2 separate regions of the Sus scrofa genome follow, and region 2 is linked to region 1. Evidence: chromatin contacts called from public Hi-C data. All regions are on one chromosome and are shown on one strand. The core of a region is the stretch at or near the end of the contact, and the rest is flanking DNA. Distances in the headings are between cores, read along the strand shown. Region 1 holds the start of KDM1A (lysine demethylase 1A). Region 2 overlaps LUZP1 (leucine zipper protein 1).

Region 1 (2,521 bases), core at 10-2,509:
GACACAGGTTGGACCCTTGACCCGGCACAGTGGGTTAAAGGATCCAGTGCTGCTGTAGCTGTGGCATAGGTTGAAACAGCTGCTGGGAACTGAGCCCTGATCCCTGGCCCAGGAACTCCATATGCCTAGGGTGGCTAAAATTAAAAAAATAATAATAATAATTCAACTTCATCGAAGTACAGTTGACATAAAATATACCTATTTTATGTGTATAGTTAAAATGAGTTTTGACTAATACACTCACACCCCAATCACGATAGGAAACATTTCAATCACTCTCAGCCTGTTCTCTCCAGCTCTTTTGAAGTCAACCTCCACCCTCATCCCAGGCAACCACTGATTGGAGTCTATCACTAGAGATTAATTTCACCAGTTCTCAAACTTCCATTGTTTGAAAATTACGCTTTGAAGACACAGACTTGTGAAAAAGCAATTACCGCTCCATGTCCCAGTGGGAATAAACTTGAACGCAGTCTGTTCCAAGTCAGTGAAGTATTCCTTGAGGAATTAAAAGAATAAACCACCACCACCATCAGCGACATTAGAAAGAATTAACCTGGAGTGGAAAGATGTCATGTTGTGGGGATGGGGAGCGTAGGAGTGGAAAAGGGTGCGAGTGAGGGAGTGTGAAGGAGGGAGAGGGTCCAGACAAAATGAAGAGCATAAACAAAGCTCTGGAAGCAAGGGCAATCCCTTCTGGACGCATATTGCGTTTCCTATTTTATTTTCCATTTTATTACCACGAAACTCAGTTGCTCTCCAAGATTCCCCCAGTTCAAGTAGGACAATTATGAATAGTAAATAAGATCTACCAGTTACATGTCAGTGTTTTCCCTCACTAAACTGTAAACTATTTGAAAGCCAGAACTTGTCAGTCAGTAAAGCTTAATAAATATTGGTTGAGTTGACAAGTAGGTGAATGAGAATGAATGAATGAATGAATGAATGAATGAGGGAGCACGCAAGTCCCTGGAGGAAATGGTCGCCCTCGGAGGTGCAATCCGGCCCAGAAACCCTAGGGTAGGGACGGTGTTGGGACCGATCCCAAAGGCTAAGGAGACGCTCTAGGAAAGCATCGCGCTGTTTGCCATGGCGCCGCTCTAGCCTGGAGGACGCCGCTCTATGGCAGCGGGGAGGGCGGGGCCGTGGGCGTCTCTGGCCTTATTGTCCCGGCGCGGCGGGAGCGCGCTCCGCGCGTGTGCGTTCACGGCGGCGGTTGGTAGCGCGCAGACTGTGTGAAGTGAGGCAAGGCGGCTTCGGACCCACGGACCGACAGACCGAGCGGCCCCTACGGCCGTCGGCGGCCAGGCGGCCCGAGATGTTGTCTGGGAAGAAAGCAGCAGCCGCCGCAGCGGCGGCGGCGGCGGCGGCAGCGGCCGGGTCGGAGGCCGGTGCCTCGGCAGCGGGCGGCGCGGAGAACGGCTCGGAGGTGACTGCGCCGCCCGCGGGCCTGTCCGGCCCCGCCGAGGCCGGGCCGGGGGCAGCTGGGGAGCGCACTCCCCGCAAGAAGGAGCCCCCGCGAGCCTCTCCCCCCGGGGGCCTGGCCGAGCCGCCGGGGTCCGCCGGGCCTCAAGCCGGGCCTACCGTCGTGCCTGGATCTGCGACCCCCATGGAAACGGGAATCGCAGAGACTCCGGAGGGGCGACGGACCAGCCGGCGCAAGCGGGCGAAGGTGAGGCGCGACCCCTCCCTTGAACCACAAATCCCAGTACCTAGCTTCCTCGAGCTTGTCCAGCCCCATAACCACTCACCCTCGCTTGCCGGGGTCTTGGGCCTTGAGCCCCACGCCCACCTCGACCTCCCCAGTCACGGATCTCCACCCACCCCCCCACTAGTCGGGTGGGTGGGGTGAGAGAGGGGAAGGTCTTTGCCAGCGGTGAATGCGTCTTTGTGCTGGGACCCGGCCGTCCAGGGAGAAAGGGGGATGGCGGGGAGAGCTGTTTTACTCGTTGCATCTCGTACACCTTTTCCTTTTCTTGGTTGGGAAAAAATGGCTCCCTGACGTGGAGTTGTGGTGGGCCTTGTTGAAGACGTATATCACTTGTTCACAGATGTATCTGGAAGCCGCTCGGCAGTATTTTTGTGTTTCAGCTGGGAGCGTGTTGGGGCTGTAGGATGATGCTAAAGAAATTGCCTTAGCCTTGAAGACAGAAAAAAAGGAAGTTTTTTGGTTTTTTTTTTCGAGCCCTTTCTGTATGCTGGAGAGTTTTCCTCTTTTTCTTTTTATCCTGTCAACGTTCTTTTGACGTAGATTTTTACAAAGGAGGAAGCTGATGAAGAGGGCAAATATCAATTAGTCAAGGTGTAGATATACAGGAAGAAAAAGATTTGTCACATGACGATATGTACAGGCGATAGCTTGCCTCACATCTCTGGGTGCCAGGTGCTGTGTTCAGAGCGTCACCAACATTGTATTTTGGCTAAACACCAATTGGCAGGTATTGCTAGCCCCACTTGAGGAATGAGTAAACTGAGGCACACAGTTTAAGCAACTTGCCCAGAGTCACAAAGCTGGGTAAGT
Region 2 (2,521 bases), core at 15-2,514, 70 kb after region 1:
TCTTTTTCGTTTCCCCTTAGGGTTAGTTAACACCTTTGAAAATGCCAGTTTATCCATGTTTAAATAAGGAGGATGTTTATTTACATAAAGGAGAAAAATGCTTTGGTTGGGTCAGGGTTGAGGGTGGTTCCCATGGAAGCAAAGGGATTCGTGGTCTGTGGGGCGACCCTGTGCCAAGGGTATAAAGCTGAAGGTCAAGTATATGGATATTAGGAATTGTCAAGGTAAAACACAAGACTTGACACAAAGTTTGGGTGGGCCTCTGGCAGACCATTCTGGCTCTATTCCTCCAGATTCCCTCCATGGGTATATTGCTAACTTCCCACTTCCGTCCAAAGTATTGGTATAAAAGTTTAAGGAGCCTAGATGGTATATTAATTCCCCACTGCTGCTATATAACAAGTTACAGTAGCAAACTGAGGGAAGATTCCATTTCCTTCTTCAGCTTCTAGTGCCTTGGCTTGTGGTCCCAGATGTTTTCCTCCATCTTAAAAGCACATTACTCCATAGTCTCTGCTTCCACCATCATCTTCTCTTGTTCTGTAGTCAGATCTTTTGTCTCCCTTTTATAAGGTCACTTATGATTTCACTTCAGGCCCATCCAGATCATCCTTCCCATCTCAAAATCCTGCAGTCCTTTCGTTGCCACGTAAGGTTAAAACAATTTTTACAATAAGGAGGGACCAGTGCCTCTTCCTTCCAGAGGCTTCTAACATTGTGTTACTGTAAGTGAATATACATAATCTGCTTCTGGAAAGTGGATTTTACTCCTGTGAGTCTATTCTTACCTAACATTAGTTTAAATCAGGTTTTATTCTTACTAAGATTTAAAGAGCATTACATTGGTAGTCTGACTGGAAAATGAAGATGGACAGGGCTTTTTTCCTAGCCTGGGGATGAGGGACAGCCATGGGAAAAATCAGAATCAGAGCAAGTGGTATAACTGATATAAAGATGAGATTAGCATGTAGTGAAAAGTTTAGTGGCTTTGGAGAGGTAGTAAAGCTAGTATTTGGCAAATCCTAGCTTTACCATTAATATTGTTACCTCAGGAGGATTAATCTGAGCCCAGTGGTAAAGAGTTTTTGTTTTTTAAATAAATGGCATATAGGCAGCTTGAGCGATGGAGATGATTGGTTTTTTGTGTGAGGATAATTCTAAAAATAAAATGTAGCAGTGAAACAGCTGCTATATAGATGATTCTAACTCCAGTTATACAGTCCAAGGAATGTCGTTTCCCAAGCCTCAGCTATGTTTCCAGTCTTTATGGCATCAGTATTTTCAATAACATACAGTGAAATAGTAGTACTCCCTGCACCAGTGCATAGCAACAGTTGTACAGAGAAATGACATCAACAAAAACAGCATCACTGACTCACACTCACACATGGAAACTAGGGAGCTTTATTGGTTACATATTGTGCTGCAGAGCCAACAGACAGCATTAGAGCCAGAGGATACATGCAGACAGGCAGCTTCAACTATACACATGCACCCAAGGAGCCCTGAGTCACTGCTCATGGCTTCACCCTGGTTTCCAGCGACAAGGTCTGGCCTCGTTGGTCCCATGCTTGGAGCAGGAATGTAGGAGAAGCTGCTGCACCTAGACTCCAAGGGGCAGGGTGAGACCAGAGCACCTGCCTGAGCAAGTAGGTGTGGACCAACAGATACTGATGTCCCCTAGCAAGGACGCCTATAATGTAATAACAACAGTTTATTTGAGGACTACTTCCCTAGCCCTCCCAATCTTTAAAATACAAAAAAAAAAAAAAATAGACTTTATTCTCTTAAAAATACATTCCATTCAGTACATGTTCTGAGCTGTGAAGCAGCAGGAAGGTAGGGCCCCTTTCCTATGATCTTGGTTGTGAGGCTTTGAGGAGAACCCTATTCCCCACCCTGGGGTATTTGAAAGGTAATCCCTAAAAGCAGCTCTTCCAAAGCAGTTTTGTCAGAGTAACAATATCAAAAAAACAAACAAAAAAAACCCCCACCAATGAAGGCGGCTGGGGACCCAGAGACCAAGTCCCTTTTCCTTTACTGGGAAGTGGTAGCACTTGACACTAACCCACTAAACATAAAGAACTAAAACTGCCCCAGGATGACAAGTCCAAGATCAATACAGGCCCTCCCATACCCCATGAGAGGGGGATGAGTTATGTGCAAGTTTGCCTGTGGCTGAGGTTGAGTCCTTGGCCCCACTGCAATCCCTTTAACGCACCCTATAACTGCTTTGTTGCCACACAAAAGCAAAAACAGCCATAGTTTCTTTGTCCACCATCCCTGCAGCTTTTTCTGGTTGCTTCTAGTATCAGAGTGGTGATAGACAGGCGGCAACATGTGGAGACCAGCTCCTAGCATTTAGCCAACTTTATTACTTCCTCCAACCAAGCAGCTCTGGAATGCCAGTCTCCAGCCTTATTAGGAACCCTCCCTCAACCATACACCTGCCGGTGAAATTCAGAGTTAAGCCCAGCTGCAGAAGAGGCTGATCATAAAAGTGGGTTTGTTGGCTGGGACA

What was found. Hi-C and Micro-C count contacts between places; a contact is called where the count stands out from the background.
Region 2: a contact with region 1 is called in a Hi-C map of embryonic fibroblasts, with 2.1 times the contacts expected there. The contact joins the enhancer-like site here to the promoter of KDM1A in region 1. A contact is called at or near these places in 5 of 47 Hi-C or Micro-C datasets (embryonic fibroblasts, fetal heart ventricle, fetal skeletal muscle and 2 more) and 1 of 2 datasets of contacts at active chromatin or transcription factors (alveolar macrophages).

What each region holds. Positions count from the first base shown.
Region 1 is chr6:80,902,237-80,904,757 of Sscrofa11.1, forward strand. KDM1A (lysine demethylase 1A) reads left to right here and starts at 1,260. Exons shown (of 22, transcript NM_001112687.1): 1 at 1,260-1,672. The coding sequence starts at 1,319.
Region 2 is chr6:80,971,882-80,974,402 of Sscrofa11.1, forward strand. LUZP1 (leucine zipper protein 1) reads right to left here. Exons shown (of 4, transcript XM_021095506.1): 4 at 1,382-2,521. Among named protein-coding and RNA genes, the nearest start is that of KDM1A, 70 kb to the left of the region's middle. Within about 2 kb of position 1,265, at least 6 of the 83 cell types and tissues checked have an H3K27ac peak or open chromatin away from gene starts, as enhancers often do. A contact at or near this core is called in embryonic fibroblasts and fetal skeletal muscle, where this site is marked.